Regions from separate parts of the Mus musculus genome. Here region 2 is linked to region 1. The links are chromatin contacts, called in public HiChIP or PLAC-seq maps. All regions are on one chromosome and are shown on one strand. Each heading gives the region's core, a stretch centred on a gene start, on an enhancer-like site or on the middle of the called end of the contact. The rest is flanking DNA. Distances are from core to core; before and after follow the strand shown. Region 1 overlaps Tlcd4 (TLC domain containing 4). Region 2 holds the start of Tlcd4 (TLC domain containing 4).

Region 1 (7,734 bases), core at 1,027-3,526:
CCAAACCTATGCACCCAGTTTATCCAAAATAAAGCAGGGTGACTCTCAGAGATGGTAAAACCTACCAAAATTCCTCTGGACACATAACTGGTCCACGAAACAACAGGAAACAAACAAAACAAAATAGAAAATACCCATTTCAAGTTTGAAAAGCCAACACACCAGGGTACCTTGAGTTAATTTCTTTGCATGCATATGTAACTCCATTTTGAATTTAAAAAAAAATGCAAAGAATCCTCCAAATGATTTTAGACACAAGAATGCAAATTCTATGAACCCAAGCTCCAAATACCTCAAGTCTAGCACATAACATACCATCAAGTGCAGGGCCCACAGTCTTGCATGCTACTAGTTGAGTTTTGCTTTTTTTTTTTAAAGTTTATTTTCTAGAATACTACATATTCAGATTGTCACTAATCTTCTCTAGAAAAATAGAATTGCTTAAAAATTTATACCAATTTGCTTTTATTTTCTATAAATATTTTAAGACTTGTTAAATATCAGAATGCCTAATAGACTCACTTAAATTAATCAATGTAGCCAAAATACTTATATCTAAAATATCTAGCAAAAATTTGTCATTCAATAAATGAAAATTTCATTGTTTTAGTAAATACTATGTTCTGTCTTTATTTGTATTTTAGGTTGATAAATGTGATCACAAAACAGCAAAATACAGCCCCAGGGGAGGGCTGGCTTGCAGTGGCAGTTTGCAGGACATTTCCAACACAGTTCCCTTCTATAAAGGATGAGGAGAGTGGAAGTCTGGAAGCTGCAGATAATAAGGGCTACAATGGCAAATCTGGGTTTAATGTTTGATATTCCGAACATACTTATTGGTTATATCGAGTAATGATAAAAGCAACGAAATACAAATGACCCTTTCAGCATGAAGCAATTATCGCCTTCACAGAGACTCATAACCATACACTGCCATCATTTTAATGGCGAGTTTAAAATCTGCGTTCAGAACTGTAGTACTAGCCAAAGAGACAAACATATTTACCTCAAGATTTATTCTTTTCTTAGTGGATTTCCAAAATAGTTTTATAATATAAATGTCTTCTCTCCATTAAAAAAAAAAAGCCCATTTTCTTGTAAAAGAGCCATGAACAATATAAAATCATTTGCATCCCTATACCTTCACTTTTACACAACCAGTGCACACCTGAGTTGCCTATGATGGAGACAGCACTAAACTTAGCAAGCCATTACAAATGTGGCATTAGCTGCTTTAAAGACAAAGCCCTATCTTTTTCATGACTTTATCTTTCAAAAGTAAATACACCAAGAACAAGACAATCGACTTGATTTTTATCATTGGACTGGAATTTCAATTCCCATCTTTAAACATACCAGAACTTGCCAGACTCTATCTGTACTAGACAATTAAATCAAACTACATTACATTAAATGTTTTGATGACATTCCATTAGTTCATCAGCCTAAGATGAATAATGAAAGAGCCAAACGTTCTCCTTCAGTCTGATACTCTAAATGGATTAGATCTTTTGGTTTAAGTTCAGTTAAATTCAAGTATTCACCACTAATTGGATTAAGTCTATATCTTAAGAACAATCATTAAAGTCAAGTACTTCAGAAAAAAATAAATAAAGGCAATAATAGCTAAATATATAATTCTATATTTGGATTGCAAGAATCAAAGGAAAAACACCCCACTACACGCGCACACACACACGATTTTTTTTTCACAATGAATGACAGTTTTGATAATCAGAATACTTGGGGTAAGTCACCTTCCTTCCTTCTGCTCTTTAAGAAAACAAAAAGGCAAAGACAAACTAAGCAAGCCTGAGTAAAATCTCTAAGTAAAGCACAAACTCTGACTTGTCTGTAGTTTTAGTCTCACCAAAATGAGGCCGATTTCAGGAGCATGCCCAGCGCGCACATTCTAGACAAGACTGGTGTTCTGGTGTCAGGTTTGGAACTTGGAAAACTTTGCAAGAAGAAATATGATCTTTATGGGGAAAGTACCCGGAAGCAGGCGAAGGCAGCGTGATGAGGCACGTTCCCGGGAGTCCTCACTATCGGCATTCATGTGGTCCACAAGATGGGTCTTAAACCTTGCCTGACTATAAGATTTTCAAAATATAATTGGATAAAGCACTACAGAGAGAAACGAAGCAGCTGAAATCTTAAAAATGCATAAAATATTTTCAAATATGATAGGATCAACATGAGAAGTGCTCTATCGTAGCGTAACAGATGACTGCATACCCCCATGAAACCATGTCAGTTCTGATGGCCTGGGGAAGGGACGTGCTGGCAACTTAGAAAGGAAACCCTACACAGGCTCTGATGTTGGAAAAGACCGGAGCACAGCCAACGGAGCTGCTCGCAGACTGAAAAGCCGTTCTCAGTCCTTCAGCAAAATAAAATGGGTGGTGTACAAAGGCCACCGAATCACCAGCCATTTTCCTGCAGAGAATAATCCCCATGAACACTGACGAATTCAGAAAAGTTTCCCCACTCCACTTACAACTTTTGTTTAAACCTTTCAGTTTCCATCCATGCTTAAAAATATTGAAGGAAAGAAGAAATCCTGGGATGAAGACTAAATTTTATTTTCTCTTGTCTAAAGATTAAAGAAAAGAGGAAAGAACACTGAAACCATGAGTAACAACCGTGCCTAACAGAGCGGCGCAGGAGCTCATCGTGTCGGCCGGGACAAAGAGGAATGAAGATGGCTTATGGAAGCAAGGTGTCCGATGAAGCATGCCTTTAGTCGAGTTTCCCGTTCTGAAGGCTATCCTTGGCTTTCTCTTGTCTGATGAGGGAGATGACTTTGATGCATCCTTTCGTGATTTTGATCATCCACATGATATTCATCACGTCTAAAATAACACAAGTAACGATCCAGACAGACTGGATTACAAATCCGAACCTTATGTAGGGTTCTGTTCCGTACACGGAGTAAAGGAAGAAATACATCGGAGGTATCGAAATGATCCGCACGATGAAAAAGACCACCGTCATAAGAATTCCATTGATGACATTGGCTTTGGAAAACTTGGGGTACTTCAGGGCTTCAAAGAACCACCTGATGAGAGAAGCAAAGATAAGTCACACAGTCTGCAGCTTGGGGAATCTGCCCTCCTAGCACCTGCGCACATTGCTTGTTTACTAGTTAGGCACTGAGGAAGCCAGCGCCATCTTGTAATGGCGATTGTGCACAGCTTCCCACACCCTCCTCCTCTGTGCCTTAGGCTGAAGGAGGAACTCAAGGACCACATAACAACTTGTGTGGAGGGGTTGGGGACACGACTCTTTTAGATGGAGTGTTTTCTGTGCAACTTGAATGGGGACTTGGATTCTGATCCCCTGGTACTCAAGGTTTGTAACCCTAGTGCTGGGGGTTGGGGGGGGGGGGTGGAACGGAGAGCAGGCAGGTTGGGTGGGGGGGTGCGGGGCGCGCAGGGCGGGGTAGAGCGGAGAGCAGGCAGATCCTGGGAACGCACTGGGCCCGCTCATCTTGCTGAAATGGCAAACACTGCGCTCAGTGAGAAACGCTGTCTAAAAAGGTAAGTAAGGTGGAGAAGCAACTGATGAAAACATCCGGATGTCAACCATACACACACACACACACACACACACACACACACACACACACACGTGTGCGTGACCACACCCACACAGAATGATTTAAAGGGCCTTGGAGAGTCCACGCACTACAAAAGAACAGCTGGAGGAGTCATAATGCCTACTTCTGGGAAATCTCTGTAAAGCGACACAATGAAGACTCGGGGTATTAGAGAAACAAACCAGAGTCACAGAAGCGTTAGAGATAGATACATACAGATGTACTCAAGTGACTTCTGACCCTGACATTAATTAGGCAACTCAACAGAAAAAGAATGCCTCTGCCCCACTGTGAGAATATCCAGCAGAGAAATTAACTCAAAGTAGATTTAAAACCTATATGTAAAATACAAAAGTATAAAACTTCTAGAAAAAAAAAGAAAACATGAAAAGTTCGATGAAAGTTTTTGCTGTAACACTGAAGTGCAACAATGCAGGGGGCTGGCCATGACTGGTGAGCTGGCACTCTGGATTTCGCTAGAATTAAAAGTTTGCACTTTGAGGCCAGGCATGGTGGCGTGGGCCTTCAGTCCCAGCACAGAGGAGGCAGAGGCAGAGGCAGGCCGACCTCGAATTCCAGGCCAGGCTAGTCAACATAGCAAATGACAGCACAGCCAGAGCTTCACAAGAAATCATGTCTCAAAAAACAAACAAATAAAATTTTCACTTTGGAAGAGAAGAAAAAGACACAGTGGGTGAAAATACAGCATTAATATGTAATAAAATACCATATCTAAAATAGTAAGGGCTGGAGAGATGGCTCAGCAGTTAAGAGCACTGACTGTTCTTCCAGAGGTCCTGAGTTCAATTCCCAACAACCACATGGTGGCTCAAACCATCTGTAATGGGATTCCATGCCCTCTTCTGGTGTGTCTGAAGACAGTGACAGTGTACTTATATAAAACAATCTTTATCTCTAACAAATGTAAATCTTTTAAAAAAATAAAATACTTAGAAGCCAACAGTATGGAAACAATCTATTTCTACACTTGATCTTAGCCAAAAGGCCGAGAAGCGATAACAATCTATTTCTAACACGGGTAAATGATTGTAAACATCCCATTACAGGAGACCCAGCACATGGAGATAGAGAGTGAACATATAAGCCCAGTGGCACATGCAGGAGGTTGAGACTGGCTCATATTTGAGCCTGGGTAGTTTGTGACAAGTCTGAGCAGTGTGGTTGGCCCTTTTCCCAAAAACAAGTACAGAACCACCACCATCCCCCATCATGCTGAAAGATCAAAATCAAATATGCTCAACACTGTCTGTCACTAGGAAAATATCAAGATGGAGACAGATATAGCCACTTTAGAAGACAGTGTAGCAGTTATAAAGCGACACACGCAGCAAACAACCTAACTTTTCTAACTGACAAAAAATGCAGTAAGCATACATCGCTATCATAGGAACACCAAGCCTGAGGCTCTAACCCACCTCAGAGGGATGAATGGTGGTGAAGAGCGAAGAAGAACAGCTCGCCAGGAAGCAAAGATGGAAGTTTTGAGGAAAGTGTGGCAGAAGGGGGTGAGACAGCCACAGCTGAGGAGAACTCTGTGCCACATTAAAGGGCTCAAATTTTATCCTCCAAGCAGCAAGGCGCCGCATGTCATTTTCACTGTGAAAGAAGACAGCACGGAAGGCAGAGCTGCAGGGAGGTCAGTGGTCTGCAGCCAGGAGCAGTGAACCTTTTCCTCCAATAGGAAGATGTGGACATTCACAGTGTAGCTCTGGAGACTGGATGTCCCGAGTTCAGCTCTTTGGCTTTGTGGGTGTTGGGGGAAAGCGAGCATGGGAAGCAAACAATTGTGGTAACCCAGGGAGAATGCACAGCAGTGTCAGTACAACCAGCATTAGTCTGTCCACCTGCTCTCAGACACATCTCCCTGCTGTGCCCATGCCTTACGGTTACCAGGATCTGTGAACTTGTTCACAAGGCTTAATGTGGGCTAAGCCTCATACCTCACACGTGTCTGATTTGACATTCCTACTCTGTGAGAGCCCACACTAAATCATAAAAGAGTAAATGAAAGCTTTCTGTGGATTTGGGATTTTTGACGGAAGACTTGAAGGCTAGTTAATTTTCTCAGATTTGGGGAAGTGACAGATGGGGGAACTACAGAAGAAAGGTGTCAACAGCCCACAGGTAAGGCAGAGAGACAAAACCAATGCTCAGTGGTCAGAAACAAAGGACAGTATGTGGAACACATCACAGAGGACTCTGAAAAAGAAGAGAGACAGGTAGACAGGATGCTTTTTAGTAAGGATACTGGCATCGAAAGAGGACCACCGGAAAGCCGGCTCTGAAGGGGCCAAGCATGGAGAATCTGCAGGCTGAATGTAGAACCACAGACCTGGAAAGACAGGAATAGCTCAACTGCTCAAGCAATAGACTCAACAGACCTTGTTAAATGAAGAGTAACAATGTATTTATGGTAAAAAAAAAAAAAAAAATGTTCTCCACCATGGCTAACAGAGAGGAAATGGAAGCAGAGTGATGCAGGGGATGAGTGTCCTCTCTTCCTTCAGGACCTTCAGGTGGGCTATGAGTCAAGACTCTTTCAAAGAACAGAAGAGAGAAAAGAAAACATTTCCTAGTGGGAGAACCTGGCAAATGTCACCTTACCCAGGTGACGAGCGTTGACAGTGTCCTGGACAAGCATCCCTGCCAAGGCACTGCAGGAGGAGCGCCTACCTGTACTCTCCTCATCATGAGAAAAGTATCCAGTGAGCCCAACTTGGGGATGCTGTATGAGCAAACTGGCCAGCTCTCAACAAAGAATCTACGTGAGGAAAATCAAGGAAAGCCAAGAAACCATTATGGACCAGAGGAGATGATGGAGACCAGACTGGAGAGACGCCATGTCCAGTGTGACCCTCGGCCGGATCCCAGGACAGAATGAGGAGTCCCTGTGCCGATCAGCTGCCGTTCTCTGTCTAAACATCTAGTCTTTGGTAAGGCGAGGTGTTAACAGGCAAGGGGTGAAATGGTTTAAACACAGAAATGGAAAATCAAACTACAAAAATCCTGGATGCAAATTTGGAGGAAGGCCTTGCTGTGTAAGAGTCCCAGGAACTTTGAGGATCTGGTTACAAAGTAAAGAGAGACCAATGGTCACGTAAGCCTCAAAACCTTCAAGACCTCCCTTGTACATGCTCCTCATTTGTGCAACGGTGACAGTAACTCACATCAGATTGTCCACCAAAGGTTCAGCATCTTGTAGAAAAGGTTTCCACAAACAAACATGAAACCACACGACTTCAACACGGATAAGATTTGTAACCTACCTCTGGTTTACAAAGGGGCTGGAAAGCTCGGCAAGCAGGCGGAAATTGGCAATGTAGGCAAGCGCTCCAGTTGTCTGGATGAGAGACAGAAACAGGGTCAGGGATTTACCAAAATACACAACATGTCCACACATAGCCACGCCTATAAAAACAGACCAGGTTTCTGCTTTTTAGCATTATATGAACTTTCTTCTTTTTTAAACTTTGTTTTTAGGTGTAGGAATGTGAGCTTAAGTGTTTGTATGGGTGGGAGACCATAAGAAGGGGTCAGATCCCTGATACCTGTAGTGACAGACAGTTGTGGGCCATCACATGGGTGCTGGGAATTGAGTCCAGATCCACTGGAAGGGCAGTGAGTGTTCTTAACTACTAAACCATCTCTCCAGCCTCCTGCTTTCCTCCCTCAGACTTCAGAGATGTGCTCAGAGCTCCACAGGTGATTAGGAGTCATCTGTCACACATGTAAGCTCACTTAGCCCTACACATTTTCCTAGGAAAACAGAAATTCAGCAACTGGCTCACTCTGAACTAACAGACTCTACAAACCAATCACAGATTCCTCAAACCACTGCAAGAAAAGCAATCACCTACAAGTGAGAATTTCAAAAGTTAAAGAGTCATACAGTCAACATCTATGGGCATACTTTTAATATCCATTATGAAGTAGAAGGGCTTAAATATCTCAAAAGTGTAATTATCCTAAATAATCTGTGAGAAAGTATATATTTGCTAAACACAACTACATGCCAAATCTTGTTTATCATATTTGATCTAGAAATATATACTTGTCAATCAAAAGGTTCTTGAGCTAACATGCACACACACACACACACACACACACACACA
Region 2 (7,922 bases), core at 3,018-5,517, 56 kb after region 1:
ACTAAGCAACAGGCTCGGATACCTGTGTACTTTCTTCGGTAGGCTTTGTTTTACCTAGGGGTGGGGGCCAGACGTTAACTGTTATGAAAAGGGAAACCAAAAGTCCAAAGAATAGTCATTGCCCTTGGCCAACTGCAGGACACAAAGCAGAATTAGCTGCCGACACTGGTTGAGAGACAGACGCTTGAATTTGATCATGGACCATGGAACCGACCTCTGAGGAAGTCTTGATAGCCCAGCCGTGTTATAAAAGAGAATGAGAATAGTGTTCCAATTCTTGGTGAGGCAGGCAGCCAACTTCTTCCTGAGCACAACCAGGAAGCGGGGCTTAGGAACAACGCACCCCCTGAGCTTAGCTCAGAACTTCTCCAAGGCAGGAAGTGTGCGCCTGCCTCCTCATCCTTCCCACATCTGAGCGCCCCTGCGCTCCCCGAGGCGAGGCGAGGCGAGGCGGCCCACAGAAGTGGACATGACCTAAATCCATCAGCTATTTTGTTCTGGCCCATTTGTTTCCTCACAAACTCTACAAAGAAGGAGCTACTGCTCCAAAGAGATCTGCTTTGAAATCCAAACGCAACTTCCTTTCCACACTTCGTCCTCCTCACCCTTCAGAAGCAATCTGCTTGACTTTGCAGTGAACAGACAAGTGGGAAGTCTCTGTCTGCATCTGCCCCATCCAGCTGCCGTTTGGCTCTATGAGTCTCATACCTTCACAGACCAGACAGGTCCCACACTTCCTTCTGTCCGCAGACATCCAGCTAGGGCTCAGCCATCCCCTCCGGTATCACTAGGCCACCCTACCCTACCCTACTTGGTTTTCCACCGATTAAACAAACGGTGGACTAGCGGTCAGGAGTTTTTTTAAAACAAAACAAAACTAGAAACAGAACAAGAATAACAACTTATTTTAGATGCTCATATACTTATTTGTGTTCTGGGTCTCAAAGTAAAACTGAACTTTCTGGTGTCCTGGCCCAGTAATGCCTGAAGCACTGTTTCTGTCAGGTCTAGGACATTGGTCCATTATTCAACAGCTCCTTTCTGCGTGTGGTTTAAGCCCTGGGTGGATGGGCAGCTATCTTCAAGGGCTACTTTCAAGATTGCTGATCAGTTACACGGTACTACCAGCTCCTGGGGCACCCACAGGATTACCTCTTCCTAAATACATCCATGTTACCTCAGCAAAGAAACCTCTTTTCTAGTGCTGCCTTATCTTGGCTTCTGGGACCTGCTGGGATCTCCAAGGCCTTCGAAGGAACAGCAGGTCTCAGAGCAGCAGGGCTCCATCTCTCAGCGAGCCACCTTTCATGCTTAAGGGAAAACGCTGCCAAAGTGCTTTGGGCTCCTTTACGAAATTACATCACTGTCCTGATGGGATGTGTTCCTAACAAATATTACGTGTCACGTGAATACAGCTGTCCTTAACATCCAGTTCAAGTGTGTGTGCCATCCCAAGGAATGATGGGAAGTCCACCTCCCATACCGCTCTCTTTCCCCCACCCCCTCACAGGGCACTTGGGAGTAGGGAGAGTACCAGGAAACCGTCTACACTCAGTGGGATCCCTAAACTGCTCAAGGACGATGGCACCGGCTAGCCAACATAACTCACGTTAACTTTACCTTCCACTCAGGCCCCCTTGGACATATGGCCACTAATCTCATTAGTTCACTATCTTCCTTAAAAGGAAAACTGTAGAAAAAAACAAACAAACAACAACAACAACTTTTCTGTATCTTAGTGTAGTGTAGACTGCTCAGCTAAGCCCTGACAGCAAAGATCAACTGAATCTTTAATCTGTAAGACAGAATATTAACTTGGAAGCAGGGTGGAGGGAGATTTGAGGTCTGATGGGTTTATGAACTAAACTGCGTGGTGTCCTGTAATAAATGGGGCTTTGAGAGGACACAGGTGTGCCAGGCCTCCTTTGGAGCACCAAGGGAAGTGGAAGGAACAGGTCTGATGACTGTAATATAGCTGCCCTTGATGGTGAGGGACAATAAATTCTCAAAGAGTGACAGAGCAACCTCAGACTCTTCCACTTCCTCTCTGTACCTCAGCCCCTTCCCTGCCTCCCTTCAGAAACCCAGGCTCCATTGCTCCATTGGTGATGTTAGTCTGGGAAGGTAGCCATCCCTTCCTGCAGGGCACTTTTCTGCCTTCCCACTCCTTTGCAGGGAGTATCCTTACCCAGTTTAGCACAGTTTAGCTTCTCAGAGCTCGGTGGTCACCTCACAGGGCCTCTCTTGATAGTCCAGTGGAATCTCTCCAACAGAGATTTCAGCAAACATGCAAGGCCTGGCCAACTCTAGCATCCTTACTCTGTAGGTCTATTTAGAAAACTCTTAGCAAACGTCCATCTTCTCTGGTGATTGACGTTTCAAGCCTCTGACAACTGTCACCCCTAGCGCTTCCAAGTGAACAGAGAGGACTTTAGTGGCAAGAGCCATAATTTTTTCTTTTCCCCCAAGTGATGAAGGCTTTTACTGGAAGGAGCAGAAGCACAAAGCTAGTGATAATGACTAAGCAACTGGGGCAAAGACATCCAGCCCAGACAGATAAAACTCCTGAAAGATGGCACCGCAGAGAAGCGCTGGACAGAGGCAGTGTGGTGAGAGGAGTTGCAGGGATCCAAAGAGAATAAATTCTCTGGATCATCACATGGCACAGGGGAGGGGAGCCTCCACAACTAGTCTCAAGTTTTTCTGACATCACCGGTACACACATCTTATTTCGTTTCATCCATACAACTTAAGGAAAATAGAAACAAAGAGAAAAGATCTTTAACCTGATGGAACATGGGCAGTGGGATTCCTGAATATATTGACTTAAGAAACTACTTATAAACGTTAATTTCACCTTAAAACATCCCCATCCTAGATCCATTTTTAATTTTTCAATTATCTGACTATGTAAAGGTTTTACTAAATAAAATTACAGACATGAGTATTAAACACATTAATTCCCACCATCCACACAAACTCTCCCACATTGCCTCCAAACTGGTATCTGAGTTAATTTAAACATCAAAGATTACTTTTTAATATTTTGCAGTTTTACATACACATGTACAGTGGCTCGAAAATGCTTACAAATAAAAACAAAAACACAGGCCAGCAAGTGTCCGTTAAATGAACTTAACTTAAAACCACTTTCACAGAGGCTGCCCTACCATCTTGGAAAGGTGGGAAAATAAGATAGTGGCATTAGAGGCCCCATTTCCTACCAAGGTAAACGAAGGCACTTAGTTTAACCAACTTGCCAGGAGGTTACAGAGGCTGGAAAGAGAAACCAATTCTCCCTCCACTAGACTTAAGCACTCAGGTGGCTAAAAATGGGACCCACTTGAGAGTCGTGGGGGGTAAAAATAGGCTACTTTTTTTAGAAAAGGAGGATGGGGATGCCACTTGATGCTCCCGACCCTGAGCCGGTCTCTCGCAAGAAAGCGTCCCCCGCAGGCCCAGAGGTTGCACCCACCCGCTTTGGGCTCAGACCCCTTGATTGCCTCTAGCCAAGCAGGAAAGCCGGGGGACCGAACCAAGCAGCCTGGGAGAACCGAGTGGACCCCGGGCCAGCGCCGGGGGCCGCGGGCCCGGGACATCATCTGCTCCGAGCTAAGCGGCGCGGGGCCGACAGCAGGAAGGATGCTGCGCCGCCGCACACCTGCGAGAGCCTCCCGCGCGCTCCCACCCGCCTCGGGCGCCCGAGCTCGGCCGCGCTAGGCCGGTGCGACGCGGCGCAGTGCCCGAGGCTGCGCTGGGCGAGGCCGCCCTCCTCCCGGATCCCGTCCAAACGGCGTCACCTGTGCCGGGTCCCGGGACGACTCCCGCGGGCGGCGGCTACGCGGGGCCGGGAGAGCGCAGCGGGGCTCACAGGCGCCTGGTCATCCAGCCTGGCCCGAAGGCTGCGCCGGCCGGAGCCACGCGCGAGATGCTCGCGGAAAGCCGGGGGAGCCCGGAGGAGCTGTCGCCGAGGCTCGCGCCGCCGCTGCCGCCGCGCCCGCCCGGACTGCGGGCTCGGGTTACCGCAGAGCGGCTCCTTAAAGGGGCCGCGGCCGCTCGGACTGGGCTGGCGCTCGCCGCGGCTCCGACCCCAGGCCAGAGTGGGCGGGGCCCGGAGGCCGCGCGTGGGGCCCACCTCCCGGCGCTGGGACTTGGATCGCGGCGGGAGCTCGAAGCCGCGAGCTTAGGCGGTGGGCTGCGAAGGAACCCTGAGAGCTCACACCTCTGCCCGGGTGCAGTGTGCGGTGCGCGGGCTTTCCCAGCAAGTCACAGACCTCACGAGTGGGGAGAAGAAGTATGTGAGTCCGCCCCCGCGTTGGTCAGCGCCCCGGCTCGCCACGTAACCCAAACCCCTTTTCAATGGGGAATTCTGTCTTATATGCCCAAACGCTGTGCAAAAGATCCGCATGGTTTGCTTTGTCGAGGAGATGAAATGGCAACTGATGCTTTTTTTTTTCTTTCTGCCACGTCTGCCACGGCCAAAGTCCAGCCCCGCCCCGTTCTGGTTTGAGGCTGCAGGTGCGTGCCAAGCCGGCTAGGAGGCACGTGTGTAGAAGAGGCGTCATGTCCCAGAGCAGCCTCTTCCCAAACCCCCGGAGAACACCCTTGAAGGACCGCAAGCTATCCAAGTATAGCTCCTGCCTAGCATGTCCAAGGCCCTGGATTCGATTTCCACGTAACAAAAACGGGTACATTAGCAATCCATCTATATCCGGGACCCCTCTGCGGTCAGGATGTTTAAATGGGACTGGACTGTTTTTTTTTTGTTTGTTTGTTTGTTTTTGTTTTGTTTTAGGACTGGCTGAGTATCCCAAACTGCCAAGTCTATAAACTCTGCTTTCCGACCTGCTGTATCAACCAGATCCAATTAACTGGAATAAAACTAAATAATGCAGAGGTACACACAAGCTGTATGATTTGCCAAAAAAAAAAAAGCAGTCACAAGTCCTATTTTTGGAACTAGATGAATTCTACATAAATCGAATAACCTGGAAATTTCAACATTAATGACATAGGGCAGTTGTTTGTGAGAAATACCTACCAAATAAAGCTTACATATTTGACCTAATAATATGCATACACACAGGGAAGCATCTGCTGCCAATTTAGGCCAGAAAATGTACACATAATCTCACACCACATCTGTATTTAAATTCATCTTGGAAAGCAATAGAACCGAAATCCTATTTATTAGAACCTGGAGTCCATTTTTTAGCCGAGCTGTCTCCAGCTGACTGAGCTAACTAAGCTCAATGAAGCTCACGTCTTCATCTATAGAAATGGAACAATTCAATTATTTCTGAAAGCTCCCCGGTCTAGGCGGAACCACAGAGAAAACCTCTATGAGCTACACGGTCAGAAAACCAGCCAGGAAGACCATGCAGATCGTTCCCTGTGTTCTACCCAAGCGTCTCGGCATTCCAGGGCCACAGCGCTGTGGCCACACCTGTTTCATCACAGATATTTCCCAACCTGCATAGCCCCTGACTGTTTTTGCTTTGCCCCATAGCTGCTTCATGTACTCATGTGCTCCTCTCATAACTGTGTGGGCATGTGATGGTTATAGGCAGATATCTATAGGGTCAGTTCAGCTAAGACGAATTTCACAGTGCTATCTCAGGACTGTCATCTGCAGGCACTTATCCTAGCTCCTCATTGTTGGTCAGTTGCTCTGTTCTCTCCTGATAATGCACCACCATTACCCTTAACATCTATAATTCTCTAACTCCAACAGTAATTAACCTAACAAGCCAAGTCAACCTATGGAAATACACTATGGAAATGTGACTGTCCCGGGATTCCTTCATGAGCCTCTATCAATGCATTACCAAACTGCAAGAGTGTATTGAGATTACATAGTGATTATATCAAGGACAAACATTGAGATCTGAAAATACTAGTTGAATTTCAAAACTTACTTTCCCTCCACCACCCCCATTTTGAAACAGTCTCAGCTAGCCCAGGCTGACATCTAACTCATGTAAGATGCACCATAATACATGCCCACATTGAATGTTAAATTTTAGTCTAACAAAAAAAAAGTGATTTTAGCAGAGAATATACCTACTGTATATTTTCTGAATTTCTTTAGACTGGTCATTTCAATTATTCACTTTTAAATCTTAGTTACTCTTAACAAAACTTCCTCAAAATCCTGTGTTTACTGTATGAAGTCCTGAATTTCTAGTGTGTTGCGGGCGTCAAAGCTAAATTGCACTTTTTGTGCTATTTGATCAAAGAAACCGCTCAAGAGAAGTAAAAATATTTATTCATCTACCCTTAAAGGCTGGAGAGACGGCTCAGCAGTTAACAGCACTGGCTGCTCTTCCAGAGGCCCTGAACTCAATTCCCAGCACCCACAAGGTGGCTCACAACCATCTATAAAGGAGTCTAGTGTTCTCTTCTGGTATGCAGGTGTACATGCAGCAGGGTACTCGTATACATAAAATATACAAATAAATAAAGATAAAAAAAATAAAATAAAAATTCTCTTAAATGATACAAATTTCCCTGATGAATTAGTTTTAAAAAAATCCTTACACTTCTAAATAGAGCTGATTGTTAAACTGAGACTGAAAACTACTTTGTTTTTTAAAATAACAATGGAGCTCAGGAAAAATTGCTCAGTTCTCTTCTTTCTGTTTTTTGGGGGTTTTGGGTTTTTTTGGTTTTTTGGTTTTTCGAGACAGGGTTTCTCTGTGTAGCCCTGGCTGTCCTGGGACTCACTCTGTAGACCAGGCTGGCCTCAAACCCAGAAATCCACCTGCCTCTGCCTCCCAAGTGCTGGGATTAAAGGCGTGCGCCACCACGCCCAGCTGAGAGATGAAGTCTAGATGATCACACACATTCTGATCAGAAAGTCTGGGCTAGAGCTAGAAACCTGTCTCGGAGGCAAAGCCCTTGCTGGGCATGTGCAAGGCCCTAGGTTCATCTACAGCACAGGAGGAGAGGGGAGGGGAGGGAAGAGGAGGGAAAGGGTGGGGAGAGGAGGGGAGGGGAGGGGAAAGGTGGGGGTGGGGAGGAAGGGAGGTGAGAGGGGCCGGGTTTAGGGGCATGGTTCAGCTAGTAACAGAAATGAATGACTGCACTAGGACTTTTAGTATATCAAGAACTTTTTGCCAGATGTTATGAGTACTTACTTAAAATTACTTTCCATTGTGTTTTAGGAAGAAACTATTTGAAGATATTAAAAAATGTTATCCCTATAGGGGTAAAATGCTGGATAAGTTCTGAGTTCTTTGTGCTTACATTATGTTTTTCTCCCTGAATATATGTGTATTACCTTTCTTTACATTTTATTTTTAATAAAAGTCATAGATATAGATATATGAGTCATTTAAAATGTATATGAAATTTTATATATGGAATTTTAAAAGGGCTCTTAGAGCTTCAAGTAAAAGCCATGGCCTGCCTACTTCTCACCTGTCCTCAGCTACATTCCTCAAACCCTACCATGTATTCTGAATTTTCTAATACTCGTCTATGTTTCTTGATTTTCCACTCCAGACGTCACTGACTGACAGCTTGTCACAGTATTTGAGGATCTAGCTCTTTCCACAACACCACTGCCACCATGTCCCAAAATACCCGCCCCACCCTTGCTCCCAAATTAGCCTCATCACAATCAATAAACAGTAATTAGGGTTTACATCATCCTGACCAGGTGAACAGAACTCATTGTCAAGGCAAGTACTGTGCATGGTAACATTTCTCTTGAATGGCCTCCTGGGGGTGGGGAGGGAGGGGAGTTAATAACTGGCCTGGCTCTTTTGGCTTTTTAGAACATGTATCTAACCTAAATGATATCCAATTTTTTTAACATATCCATCAGATACCCATCAGTAATGTCCTCCGACGCCCAAGCATGTCACTTTGCCTCCACCCTCATTTTGCTGAAGCGCCAACCTTCTTCAGAGGCGTCC

What was found. HiChIP or PLAC-seq counts read pairs in DNA pulled down with a chosen protein or histone mark.
Region 2: an H3K27ac HiChIP or PLAC-seq map of embryonic stem cells shows a contact between it and region 1, with 13 read pairs. The contact joins the promoter of Tlcd4 here to the enhancer-like site in region 1. A contact is called at or near these places in 1 of 39 promoter capture datasets (erythroid cells), 1 of 15 datasets of contacts at CTCF or cohesin (the G1E-ER4 cell line), 10 of 484 Hi-C or Micro-C datasets (the G1E-ER4 cell line, bone marrow-derived macrophages, cerebral cortex and 6 more), 4 of 115 datasets of contacts at active chromatin or transcription factors (embryonic stem cells and hepatocytes) and 4 of 9 other capture datasets (adipose tissue, embryonic stem cells, liver and 1 more).

The regions. Positions count from the first base shown.
Region 1 is chr3:121,204,410-121,212,143 of GRCm38.p6, forward strand. Tlcd4 (TLC domain containing 4) reads right to left here. Exons shown (of 8, transcript NM_001355678.2): 7 at 6,889-6,962; 8 at 1-3,061. The coding sequence ends at 2,743. It also overlaps the pseudogene Gm52661. Among named protein-coding and RNA genes, the nearest start is that of Rwdd3, 37 kb to the left of the region's middle. Within about 2 kb of position 2,277, at least 18 of the 459 cell types and tissues checked have an H3K27ac peak or open chromatin away from gene starts, as enhancers often do. A contact at or near this core is called in embryonic stem cells and muscle stem cells, where this site is marked.
Region 2 is chr3:121,258,900-121,266,821 of GRCm38.p6, forward strand. It overlaps Tlcd4 (TLC domain containing 4), which reads right to left and starts at 4,268. Exons shown (of 8, transcript NM_001355678.2): 1 at 3,801-4,268.